3 separate regions of the Sus scrofa genome follow, and regions 1 and 2 are each linked to region 3. Evidence: chromatin contacts called from public Hi-C data. All regions are on one chromosome and are shown on one strand. Each heading gives the region's core, a stretch centred on a gene start, on an enhancer-like site or on the middle of the called end of the contact. The rest is flanking DNA. Distances are from core to core; before and after follow the strand shown. Region 1 overlaps MTUS1 (microtubule-associated tumor suppressor 1). Region 2 holds the start of FGL1 (fibrinogen-like protein 1). Region 3 holds the start of MTUS1 (microtubule-associated tumor suppressor 1).

The links. A called contact is a pair of places that touch in the nucleus more often than the background predicts.
Region 1: a contact with region 3 is called in a Hi-C map of liver, with 2.3 times the contacts expected there. The contact joins the enhancer-like site here to the promoter of MTUS1 in region 3. A contact is called at or near these places in 1 of 5 promoter capture datasets (liver), 8 of 47 Hi-C or Micro-C datasets (adipocytes, fetal heart ventricle, heart right ventricle and 3 more) and 1 of 2 datasets of contacts at active chromatin or transcription factors (skeletal muscle).
Region 2: a Hi-C map of liver shows a contact between it and region 3, with 8 times the contacts expected there. The contact joins the promoter of FGL1 here to the promoter of MTUS1 in region 3. A contact is called at or near these places in 1 of 5 promoter capture datasets (liver), 4 of 47 Hi-C or Micro-C datasets (heart right ventricle, liver and undifferentiated spermatogonia) and 1 of 2 datasets of contacts at active chromatin or transcription factors (skeletal muscle).

What each region holds. Positions count from the first base shown.
Region 1 is chr17:5,415,592-5,419,839 of Sscrofa11.1, reverse strand. The region is part of intron 3 of MTUS1 (microtubule-associated tumor suppressor 1); the gene reads left to right. Among named protein-coding and RNA genes, the nearest start is that of MTUS1, 89 kb to the left of the region's middle. Within about 2 kb of position 1,324, at least 25 of the 83 cell types and tissues checked have an H3K27ac peak or open chromatin away from gene starts, as enhancers often do. A contact at or near this core is called in liver, where this site is marked.
Region 2 is chr17:5,593,576-5,597,720 of Sscrofa11.1, reverse strand. FGL1 (fibrinogen-like protein 1) reads left to right here and starts at 1,287. Exons shown (of 8, transcript XM_021077952.1): 1 at 1,287-1,358. It overlaps PCM1 (pericentriolar material 1 protein), which reads right to left and starts at 722. Exons shown (of 41, transcript XM_021077917.1): 1 at 385-722.
Region 3 is chr17:5,505,339-5,510,069 of Sscrofa11.1, reverse strand. It overlaps MTUS1 (microtubule-associated tumor suppressor 1), which reads left to right and starts at 2,858. Exons shown (of 15, transcript XM_021077995.1): 1 at 2,858-3,253.

The DNA.
Region 1 (4,248 bases), core at 75-2,574, 89 kb after region 3:
GGATCCTTAACTCACTGGTCGAGGCCAGGGAAGGAACCTGCAACCTCATGTTTCCTAGTCGGATTTGTTTCCACTGCGCCACGACAGAACTCCCCGACACTGAAATATTTATGTGTTGAAGGCAACTGGTATTTTTTTCTTCAAGGATTCTAAACTGTACCATTTGCAGTGATGGTGGTTTGGGCTTATTTAAGGAAAGAAAGCAATCTAGGGGCTTTTGGAACATAACTGGAAGTTTTTTTAAAAGATAACTTCAGTTTCATTTTACTTTGTAAAAGGCTATATTTTGTAGATATTTTTTTTTCTAGTCATATACTTTCATGCTAGATTCAGTGTAACAAGAACAGTATATTACAACTTCAAGCCTAGCTTTAAGTAACGCAAGCTGAAAATATTTTTAAAGCTTCCAGTTCATGTGAATTCTGTTTCTGTGTATGAAATGGGTGAATTGAGTCTTTCCTTTCTTTCAAAAGATGTATTAGGTCTTAGTATTGATTCGTTCATTTCCTTTTTAATTGCTTTTTACAAAATAATTCAATGGATTGACTAATTTAACCTAATTTTGGAGTTTCTGCTGTGTCCAGGCACCACTGTAGATGCTGTGAGGGATATGGGATATAAAAGATAGTTGAGGAGAAAGAAAACATTTATGTGGATAAGTAGGATAGCCGATAAAGCGAGCTATGAGGGAGTGGCGGGGGGGAGGGGCGTTCTCTCTGCTTTGGGGGGGTGTCAATTTCTTCTTTCTGGTGAGGGACAGAGGCAAAGTGGAGCATGGTTACTGAACCTTCTGGGTGTCTGGGTGTGGAGCACTTTAGTTTCTCTCAAATAACTTCTGTTATCCTGATTTTATATGCGTGGTAATTGCGGCTCAGAGAGATTGTCCCTGATCCAAAGGGCACTCAGCCAGAATGTGACACAATTTAGACTGTGTTGGTGGAGGGCAGGGCACTGAATTCATGACTGAATTAATGACCACGTCCCCCAGAGGGCTCTTAGCAGCAGTGGGCTGGTCTCCTACGAGAGTAGTAAGTAGCTGTGTACCGGACCTCCCGGAGCCCTGAAACATGCAACTTGAAATTAAATGGGACAATTCTCTGCATATCGTTTAAATTTGGAAGTTGTGGCGTAAGATCAGACGGGTTTGCGATGCATCTGAAAAGGTCATTCACACAGTCATTATCTTAAGGTCATTTCACTTGCAGCTTTTGCTGTTTGTAATGGGAAATGCCAAAAAGAAACTGCCACAACAGAGGCACGCAGGTGCCCTTGGAGGGCTGTAGGGGTGTGTAGGGAATTGGGGACCCGGGCAGGAGGCGTCCCCGCTACGGCCATGTTGCCCAGCCCCGTTCCTGTGTCTGACACTCTGACACTGTGAGGAGGGTGTCGGAAGCTTTTGTCCTCTCCTTTTTGTCTTTTAACAAAGGGGCTTCCCGTAAACCCACAGAGCCTGGCCAGTGGCTCTGTGTCCCTGTAGCAGATTAAGCATTCAAATCAATGAGTCTCTTTCTTAGTCTGATTTGCCAGCTAGTTTAAGCTCTAATGTGCAGTGCCTTGGAGCTTAGAGATTTTTTTTTTTCCCTCCCCTCGAATTCACTGAGAGATGCATGAGGCACAGGAGAGTGAACATGGCTGCAGCTTTCCTTGCTTAAGCTTGCTTTGATCCTTTTAAATGACTATACCAGGAGGATTTCGCAGTTGTACAGAAACGGATACTTCTTCAAAAATATTTATCAATTCTACACTCACCCCACCGGCTGGCTCAGAGAGGCACTATGATGCCACCCTATTGACACTGCTGGTTCTGGGATCCTACAGCCTTTGTATAGTTCCTTTGTTAGCCACGTTTACTGGGAAAAGAAGTAGGTCGATGATTTCTGGTTTGATTCTTTCTTTTTTAGCATGCTTAAATTTTATTCAATAAATTGATGTAGCACCTCTTGATTGCTATTTTCCTAGCTTGTAATTTGTTCATTGTAGCATTTCTCAGACATATTTATATTTAAGTTGTGAATGATTCTATATGGAACCAATTTTATTGTGTGTTTTATATGTTTTGGGACTCGGACTAAATATAATTCAGCACTATTGTTGGTGTTCTTGGCACACGAAATTACCTTATAAAGGACTGGTTAATGGTCTCATTTCTGATTAAATTTCTGGTAGTTTTTGTGTCGACCTAATCATTGTGTGAGCATAGAAAAATACTTTCCCAGAATTAAGATGAAAACATCACATTTTAAATAATCTTACTCATAGTATGTCTAAAAATATTTAAAATGTAGACTTTTTAAAGATTACCTTAAAACGTGAAAAAATCATTTTGAGCTGAATTTTCCAATTTCCGGTAATAGTGGATCGTGTTAGGAAGCACCTTAATCTTTTGATCAGTGTTGTAGATTCATATTGGGGTAAGCATTTGAACCCTTTTAAAGAATGTTTTCTTGTTTCGTCTATTCATTTTCTTTGTGATGTGGTGCCGTTAGTGGAATCATTGAGGAACTTCTGAGATTGCATAGTGCTGTTGTAAAATTAGCATCTGGTTCTCAGTCCGTACTTAGGGATGCTATAGAAATATCATTACCAAGTTGTAAATTGACTAAATCAGGATACCGAAGGCAATACAATTTTCTTACTTGGGGGTTTCAGCAGGTTCTTTGTGTGTGTTCTTTTAAGTCTGGAAAAATTTAAAGTAACAGTATTGATTTTTTCTTTTCTTTCTTTCTTTTTTTTTTTTTAGATATTAGCACAGAACATTGCACAGTAGTTTCTATTTCAGATGTACTCATTTTTAGAGGTTAAGTGGTCTAAGCTCTTCCAGACTCAGGTAGCTAAAGTCCAGTCTTTAAGATCATTTGATAAAAATAAGTTATACATTGTAGTTTTTGAAAAGAATTGAAGGTTTGAGGACCTTTGTGTGGGTGTAGAAGGAGGTCTCAGGAGAGCTTGTAATTTTGCCATATTAGCAAATGTGAAGTCCAAGGGCTTCCTTCTCCTAGCAGTTTGGCCACAAAAACACGTTAAGCCTGTTTATTTTTGAGAAGCAAATGGTAAGGTGGAGGTAAGGGCACACACCAAAGCTCTGTGCACAAAACCAGAGAACAGGTAGAGGTTATTAATTGAAGAAATGGAGCATTTTCTCCCTTGCTCCATGGCCAGCCTTGCACACGCACAGTGCGAGATGTAGAGAAGGGCGTCCACCTTGGACTCATCCTAGCTTTATTACCAACTCATTGAAGTTGGACATACTCTCCTGGCCTCAATATCCTCACCTGATGAATGGGAAGGCAGGCCTAGATTATCTTCAGAATCCTGGCAGCAGCAAATCTTTGCAACCACATTTATTTTCTTCACGGCAATGAGGTGGTGCCTCATGGTTTGGAAGGCGGTATTTGGAGTGTTGAAGTGAGCGGGGTGAGTGAGAGAAGGATTAGTCGTATTGAGCCTCAGTCTCTTCCTCATCATAGGATGGCCACCGGGGACAGTGTGGCTGGCCCCCACCGGTCAGCTGGCGGGGATCACCTGGGACACAGTGTTGAGAGGTTTTCCAGCTGCTTCCAGGTTCAGAGCAAAAGTGTGTGCTTGACAAGTGACGCCTGTGGGAGGCAAGGCAGGGATGAAAGGGCCCTGTATTGCACACAGAACGTGCTTCATACTTAGGCACATCTGAGTGGACTGTTGAATACGGACATGCTATTATCCAGACTGGTATTCATTTTGTTCTCATTCTTGGAATGTTTTTCTAGGGTATGTATGAGATGTTCTTGTTATTGCAAAGTTGGGTCATTCTGCTTTGGGAATTTGAAAGCTTAGACTTAAGTAGTGATTTGACTTCAAGCCAGGTGGGCAGATGATCTGGCACAGTGGGAACCGTTCAGTCGATTCACCAAAGTTCAAGAAATGAGCAGAATGTTGGTGCTCTGTGTGTATAGACATCTTTTAGCAAAGAGAACAAAAACTAAAGTTCCTAGATGCTAGAGTGTAGTGTGAAGTGTTCGTTTGAAAATGAAAATCTGAAACAATGTCTGTTTCATTGTCTTTGTTTTAGACAAAGGCTTTTAGACTTTGTCTAACAGAAGGATCTTGGTTCTTCTTGGCGTGCTCTGAGCATGTCTCTTCATTTTCTCTTTAGGCTCAGTCATCTCTCTTTCTGTCATTTCACTTGACCCACATTTTGACCATGGGGGAAATGAAAATGAAAAATAAGGATTCCAGAACATCCATTACTCTGGCATAATTAAGGCAGTG
Region 2 (4,145 bases), core at 38-2,537, 89 kb before region 3:
TGATGAAGGCCCCTGGCTATGAAAAACTAGACTCCCCGCCCCTGGCAATCAAACCGCAGCCCCCTACTCCGTTTCCTCCCCTCGCAACGGACATTCCTGGAACTCCCGAGGCGCAGGGCGGCCTCCTCCGCGGGCAAGAAAGAGAGAGGGGCGGGGAGGCTAGAAGGGAGTTCCGAAAACGCCACTGCGTCTCCAGAAGCGTACCCCGAGATTGCGTCGGTCCGTCCGGAGTAGGGGCGGGCTGCCTGCCCAGCAGACTGGAAGCAAGAGGACCCAGGAGCCCAGACCCAGGCCCTCCAGGGTCAAGCGTGTCAGGGCCGTCGCTCTCCCGCCCAGAGCCGCGCTACCCTCGGTTGCCAAGGGCTGAGGACGCGCAGGCATTACCTGTAAACGAAGCACAAGCTCCTGCCAAGAGCGGAGGAGCGGTCGCTCCCACGCCCCGCCACCGGCAGCGGTCTTCCCTTCGAGTCCGAGCCAGGGAGAGTCCCCAAGTTCCCTGGCTGCTCAGGGCCCAATGGCCGCCTCTTCTACTTCAGCTACTCGGCGCCAACCGCCGCAGCCACCGCCATCTTAGGATCTCATTGTGGTGGGAGAAGAGGGGCGGGGGGACTGCAGAGGGGCAACGGGAGGGGAGACATGCGCCGTCTCCGCGGCAACGGCCGCGCGGGGGCGAAACTCGCCCGGGCGGGAGCTACAGTGTGATCCACGCTCTAGACTGGAGTCATGTGATCCGCTGGAGTCTATGGTGTCACCTCTGGCAGCGGTGCCTATTGCACAAACGAGCCACTGGAGACTACATATCCCAGAATGCCAGGTCAACCTGAGGTTATACGCGCCCGCTCAGCCGCCCGAAAGAAATGACTACAAGTCCCAACATGCTGTGCGCTTCGGGCGCCGATCGCCCTGCCAGGGGCTGGAGGCCCTGACGGAAGTGGGTTGACTTCCGCCTCAGGCAGCTGGGAAATGCGCGGAGGCGCGTAGTGGTTTCCGTGGGGCTTCCAGCTCCGGGTTGTGCTTGCTGGAAAGGAAAGACTAAAGACTAAAGCTGGGCATCGCTCTCCTGTTCCCTGTCCACCAAGAGCTTCCTCACAGGAAGGTTGAAAACAAAAGCGCCCGTGCAATCTGGTCCTAAGTTTACACGTGAGGAAAATCCCATGAGTTAATTGGAGGAACATCATACAGCTGGTCAAGGATAGAGTCACACATGTTAATAATTAACACCGCCTTGGATTAATGCCCTACTTTTTCCTTTGAAGAACCAGCTGACCTTCATCAAAATTTAGTATCCAGAAGTTTTCTCTAAGACTATGGTCTTTGAATTCTTTTTTTATTCTTCTCTCAGCAGCGACACTTTTAAGGTTAGTTTATTTACACATTCTCCCTTAAAATGCTAGGGAATGCAAATTTGTTCGCGGGAAGCATAGTGAAGTCAAACAGAGAAATCATTTTGGAGCAGAGAAAAGTTAATTTTAGGGCCATGCAAAGAGAAGGGTGGCTCGTGCTGCTAAAACATGGAACTCTGTAAAGAGTTTTGGCAAAGCATTTTTAAAAGCCAGGTAAGGGAAGGGAGTTGCAGGGTGTGTGTTCAGCTCCTGCACAGCTCTCTGGTTGAAGGTGAAGTAACAGCGTGGTGTCTTCCGGGTTGACATCAATCCTTAGGCTCCAGGAGGCTAGAGGGCCATGGGCTCATTGTCATCAAGTAGTTAACATCGTGCGTTTTGTGGGAGGTTTTCACATCTGTAAAACAACTCTGAAAATGTGCATCAGATACTGTTATCTAGGTACTTCAGAGAGGAGCTAAAGCAGAGGATATGGGGGGAAAGACGTGCCCCCAAGGCCCCACAGGGTCCTACTTCATTACAAACCCCAAAAATATGGTCAAGTGACAACGCCTGTGTGGCTATCTGAAAATTTTGAAATGCTAGTCAATTTTTCTTGCATGCAAGGACATTGTTTTTTTAAGACCGTTTGTAATTGTGGGATAATTTTGTTTTACGCAAAATAAGAATAGGAAGAATGAAGAATGGCATCTGGGTTCCAACAGCAAATTGTTCTGTTACCAATAGAAATTTTTTCACAAAAGCAGTTAATAGAACTGCATCTCAGTACATAATTCAGATAAAACCCTTCCTGCTGCTGTAATTTGCAGCTGAATCCAGGTTCCATTCCAGTACAGTGATCTTTGACACTGTTTATTTGTCATACTTTTTTTTGGCCAGAGTGTGTAGTGGCTTGACATGGGATCTCAGTTCCCAGACCAAGGACTGAATCCATGCCATAGTGGTGAAAGCACTAAGTCCTAACCACTAGACTACTAGGGAACTCCCTGAGGTACATTTTAAAATACTTTCTGTATGTCTAATAGTGCTAATTACTTAGGTAACAAAAGCATAGTCCATGCCCTTTAAAAGCAAATATTTTAGTGAATGATGAAGAAATAGGATATGATATAAATCAATTCTGTTTTGTAAGAAAACTCAGAGCACAGAGCAGCTAATGGATTGTATTTACTGTAGTCCACCGTGCCTTAGGCCTCATTGTAATTCCACCGTGCTCTAAGATCTTGGATAAGTTACTTAACCTTTCTGAGCTTCAATTTGCCTCATCTATGAAATGAGGAGAAACTAATAATATTCTTACCTTGGAAGGATTTTTTTAAAAATAGTGTTTATTTTGTACTAAGCATTTCATCTATTGTGATTTTCTTTTTATTTTTTTTTAATGGTTTACTTTTGCCCTTAATTTTTTATTTATTTATTTTTTTGTCTTTTTGCCATTTCTTGGGCCTCTCCCTCGGCATATGGAGGTTCCTAGGCTAGGGGCCAGTCTACGCCAGAGCCACAGCAACGCGGGATCCGAGCCGCGTCTGCGACCTACACCACAGCTCACGGCAACACCGGATCGTTAACCCACTGAGCAAGGGCAGGGATCGAACCCGCAACCTCATGGTTCCTAGTCGGATTCGTTAACCACTGCGCCACGATGGGAACTCCTATTGTGACTTTCTTAATTCTCACAACTATCCTGAAGAGATTGGTTCTGCATCAGTTCATTTTACCAATGATAGATTAAATAAATCACCAAAGTTCTGACAGCTCCTAGTGAAAGAGGCCAGGTCTAAACTGAGGTCTACTGACTCCTTGGAGGGATTTTTTGATTAAGAAAATGCACGGGAGGAGTTCCCGTCCTGGCTCAGTGGAAACAAATCCAACTAGGAACCATGAGATTGCGGCTTCGATCCCTGGCCTCACTCAGTGGTTTAAGGATCAGACGTTGCTGTGAGCTACCTGGTTGCGGATGTAGCTCGGATCTGGCATTGCTGTGGCTCTGGTATAGGTAGGCTGGCAGCTGCAAGTTTCGATTTGACCCCTAGCCTGGTAACCTCCATGTTCCTTGGATATGGCCCTAAAAAGCGAAAAAAAAAACAAAAAAAAAAAACACGGGAAAAAGTATTAGCATATGATAAGGTCTCAAAATATTAGCTGTAATCATCACCTTCATCACCATTTTGTTTTATGCATATATTTACTTCTTACATACTACATACTATGTATCATTTTTAAATATGTAGAAATATGTCATTAAAACAATTCAAAAGCATTACTGACATCATTATTGTCGTATTTTTTAAATTTATGAACCCTAAAAAATGATGTCAATACTATCATGTCTGGTGGGAGGAGTCTGAGAAAATTTTTTCATTAAAATGGGGTACTCAAACTGAATATGAACATTGTTGATCTTAGCAGGGGACGGAGGCAGGAAACTGAAAAATGGCAAAATTATCTCAGACTGGAGTTCCCCTTGTGGCGCAGGGGAAATGAATCTGACTAGAGACCATGAGGTTTCGAGTTCAATCCCTGGCCCAATGGGTTAAGGATCTGGCTCACTGGGTTAAGGATCTGGCATTGCCATGAGCTCTGGTGTAGGTTGCAGATGAGGCTTGGGTCCTGCGTTGCTGTGACTGTGGCATAGGCCAGCAGTTGTAGCTCTGATTTGACCCCTAGCCTGGGAACCTCTATATGCCACAGGTTTGACCCTAAAAAGCAAAAAAAAAACCCCAAACCCCAGACTTCTAAACTTCACATCCAATTTAGAAAACAAACCTTATGCAAATGAACCAGTTTAGCATCTGTGCTGTGTAA
Region 3 (4,731 bases), core at 1,609-4,108:
CATTCTGTCTATTTTTGCTGTACTTTGAGATCATTTTAAAACTGCACTACTGCAGTTACTGTTGTGGCGCAGCAGAAACGAATCCAACTAGTATCCATGAGGATTTGGGTACAATCCCGTCCTTGCTCAGTGGATCGGGGATCTGGCATTGCTGTGAGTTGTATAGGCCAGCAGCTGTAGCTTTGATTTAACCCCTAGCCTAGGAAGCTCCATATGCCATGGGTGTGGCCATAAAAAGCAATAAAATAAAATAAAACAAAACAAAACAAAACCGCACTACTCAGATTGGGACTTGAACACATGGGCTCTGAAATATGGGGTGGTGAGTTTTTAATGGGCTGAGTAATTTCATAGGCTAATGAGTGGCAAGATTATTCCAACTATTTCAGAGAAGAGGTGGGGATATCTAGGAACTGGGCTATCACTCACTTTTTGGCCTTTTTTGGTTGACCTCAAAACAGTCATGAAAGCTGTGGGGGTGTCACTTAGCATGCTAATGTATTACAATAAATGTATAATTAGGCACAAGGTCCACCACAAGTTGAATCTTCTGCCATCTGGATCCAGTTGGTTCTAACCAGTTTTTGTTGTATCCTTAAGGGCTAAGTCATTCTTTAAGTGCTGTGTCCTGCCCACTTCCCTCCTGTTTAAATTTCATAAAAGCTCAAAGAGATTTCTTACTTTTTTTTTTTTTTTTTTTGGCTGAACCTGAGGCAAATGGAAGTTCCTGGGTCAGAGATTGAATCTGAGCTGCAGCTGCTAGATTCTTAACCCACTGTGCCACAGCAGGAATTCCTCATTTTTTTTTTTTTAAAGTCTTTAATAGGATATAATTTTATGGCTGTATCATAACTTACTATTCTTTTATTAATGAATGTACTTTTTTCAATCTTTTGTTATAGAAAATGCTGAAACAAACTTACGTACACCTGCCACTTCTCACACGTGTTGTAAGATAAGTTGTCATAGGTAGACTTACTAGCGCAAAGGCTATGTGCCTTTAACATTTTTTTAGGTATTGTGAATTGCCCATGATGGAGGTCATTCTAGTTTACATCCACATCTGCATTGTGACTGCCTGCTTCTCCACACTTTTGCCAACACGCTAGGATTATAAAACTTTCTAATCTTTGTCAACCTGAGAAGTGAAAAATGGTCTCAGTGTAGTTTTAATTTGCATTTTTCTAATGGAGAAATAAAATTGTGTGTTTAAAAAAAAATTTTTTTTGGACAAACCGCCACAAAATTATGTAGGGTTATTATCACCCTTAGAATTGTTCCCGGAGTCTGTAGCAGGTCAACACTAGAGTTCAGAGATCAAGAACATGGCCACATGCCCAGAACCAAGATGGAGAGAAAGTCAGCAGGCCCCATTTCAAGCATATTTGCCTTGACAGAGTCCCAGATGATGTCCCTAGAAGGTAACTTATGTTTTCCTGTGGATGCAATTAGAAGCTAAGTTTCAATTCCCCTGTGGCCACAAAAGTTGCTTCTAAATACTTAGGAGAGGGCTTATTTGTTCTCTGTTTTTTTTTCCCTCTTCAATCTATACCACGAAAAAATGAAGCAAAACAGGTTCTATGTTTATAGATATAACTAAGCCACACAATAGAACTGTGAGGGGGTTGGACCAAGTCATCTGGGTCACAACAGGGTTATAAAGATTAAATGATATGTTTAACACTAGGAGTATTCTGCTTAGGGAGGAGGCATGTTGCTAATTAGCATATTTGCCTCATGACTTGCAGAAACAAAAGTGCTTTGTTTTGTGTTAGTTTATTTTTTGGTGCTTTTGCATAAGGGAGAACCACTCAATGGTGTTTAATGCTGCATCTCTTTTCAAATAATCCCAAAGAATTGTCATCAGGTGATAACAATAAAAAGATTAGGAGTTGGGTCTACCGGGTTTGCACTTGCCCCTCACTGGCTGTGTGACCTTGAGCAAATGCACTTGACCTTTCTGAGCTTGTTTCCTCACTTGAAAAAATGGAAGTAATAATCTGACCTGTAAACTCCTAGGTCTTGTTGAGGAAATGATGGAATGTTGTAGACATGAAAACACTTTACCACTGTAAATGGCAACATATACCTTAGTTGATCTGATATTGATAGCACAGAAAATTTTTATCAGTTACGGTATTCTCTTAAGCTTTTAGCAGAGTTCCCATCCTGGCGCAGCAGAAATGAATCTAACTAGGAACCATGAGGTTGTGGGTTCCATCCCTGACCTCGCTCAGTGGGTTAAGGATCCTGCCTTGTGTGAGCTGTGGTGTAGGTTGCAGACCTGGCTGGGATCTGGCGTTGCTGTGGTTGTGGCATAGACCGGCAGCTGTAGCTCTGATTCCACCCCTAGCCTGGGAACCTCCTTATGCCGCCTGTGCGGCCCTAAAAAAAAAAAAAAAAAAAAAAAAAATTGGACTCAGGTTGACTGACATTTAAAGGTTCAATAATGTTACATCTCATAGGTGGACTAGCATCTTTGGAAAAGCATTGTATTAAAACTATTCCTATAGATGAAAATATTTTATAGTTCTAATAGCTATGAATGAAATCTGTTGAGTTTAGCAAAAAAGAGGGACTTGTGTTTAGAGAAAAGTGGGTCCGGCTTTTTCTCTCCAGGCTTTCTACTCTCCTCTCCACTTTTTATTCAAAGATCTAACAGCGGGAACTCATTGCTTTAACCCTTAATAGGTGTTTGCTAGCAAATCTCTAAGGAGCACGAAGACAATACTGAGCGGGAGTCGGACACTCTGAAGAGGCAATCACCGCTGGTTCCTTGCAAACCTCCGCCCAGATAATTCTGCCAAACTTCCCCCTCCTACCCCTACCCTGCCCGCCCTCTCGGCCCTGCCCCGTCGCTAGCGGGAAGACAGAGCTCGCAGGAAAACACAGGTGGCAAGAGCAGAGCAGAAGGCAGATCCTCTCGGCAGCCGGCCAGGTTTGGGGCCCCAGGTCTGTGCACCGCCAGGCTCAAGTCGCCTGCGGGAACCTGCGTGGTCTGGAACCTATGGTTCAGCCAGGTGCGCAGGCAGCAGCCCCGGGTCCGGAGTGCACGTGGCAACAGGTGCATCTCGGACCAGAGCGGACGCGGAGGGCGTGGGGCGCGTAGGTACTTAGCCCCGGAGCGCGCGCGGCATTGGGATCCCAACCCGGGAGCGCGAGAGGAGGGAGCCTACAGGCCAGCAGAGTTCGCCAACCTGCCGAGCTGAGCGGAGCGCAGCGCAGCGGTAGCCTCCGGGGTTGGCGTCCCGAGGTACAGCCCTGCGCGTTTTTTCAAGTTTCTCGGGGGGCAGGCATCCCCTGGCCTCCGCCTGGCCTTTGTCTCCAGCTGCGACGCTCAGGCTGGGCCTCCTGAAAGGTGCTGCGGGGGGGGGGGGGGGGGCGCACAGGGAGGTGGGGGCAGAGGCGGTTGAGCTTTGCTATTTACAAGTTTCCCGAACTCCCCGCCCTGGCTCCACCCCCGAGGCTTGAGAGGCGGAGGTTGGGGCGCCCCGGACTCCGGGTTCCCGCCTGGCAGCTGCGGTGGCGGCCGGCGTGTGGGCAGGGGTGGGGGTGGGGGGCGAGAAGCGGGTCCCCAGGACACTGCCCGTCGGACACTGATTGCACCTCGGGCCTCCCGGGTGGGCCTGGCGCACCTTCGCCGCCGGTCCAAAGGGCGCCCAGCCTCTGAGTGCTGGTCTCCCGAATTGCGTCTCGGCTTCCCGGAGGGCTTGGGGTTGGCTCGGAGGCGCTGCGGGTAAGTGCGGGGTTAAGTGTGGCTGCCCAGCTTGTGCGTTGTGGGGATCCCGGGCGCGACCCTCACAGGGTGACAGGACTCGCTTTGAGGGAGGGGGCAGGTATTTTGGAACCTTGGGTGCAAAAGTTGAAGAGGTGGAGGCTGCGGAGGGCTGGTCTCACGTGGAGGCAGGGCAGTTCCTGAGAAAGGAACGGATGCAGATCTGGTAGCTGTCACCTTGAAAGTGACCGAAGGGGTTTACCTTCGAGTAAGTTATGCAGACTGACATCCAGGTACCCTCAGCCGGAAGCCACCCACCGGACACTTGACCTGCATGGGCCCGGCAGTCTCAGCCTTCTCTCTGGGCGGTTCGCTTGGGCCAGTTCTCAGCATAAGCAATCAGGGCTGAAAATATGGCATTAATGCAGTTGCTGCAATTCCCAAGGTCCTCTGTCCGTGTCTTATTACTTCCTGCAGTGCCCTTGTGCTCTTCTAGTGCTTTAGAAAAATCCACTCTTCACCACTCTAATTAATGGACTTGTGTGTTTACCTACCTTAAATAAATCTTTGTCCTCTTCTTTTTCTACTGTTATTTGTTGATTTTGACTTGGGCTAAGTTATTTTGGAGTAGGAATGGAGAGATTAATTCTTCATTTAGCCTGCATAAAGTTTCATATGCCCTATTAACTACTGTGTGTTTCAAGCAGTTAGTGTAGTAAGAAAGGAAATTCAGTGTGTTTTTAGTTTGTTTAAATAAAGGCTTGTGCAAAACAGGGGAGATGAAAGCGTTTGTCTTGCCAGGTGATATGAATTCAGTCATCTTGACATTAAATCCTCAGCCCTTGGGCTGGAGGAAGGGCGTGGACGTGTTGGGAGTGGAAGGAAGGAGGGAGGGGAATTTAAAAAAAAAAAAAAAAGAGTTACTCCTTCCTGGGAACCTGTGACCTCCTTAAGGAGTTCAGATATCCTCAGATAACAGTGTGTGGTTAACCCTACCGGGAATTTGCATGGTTGGA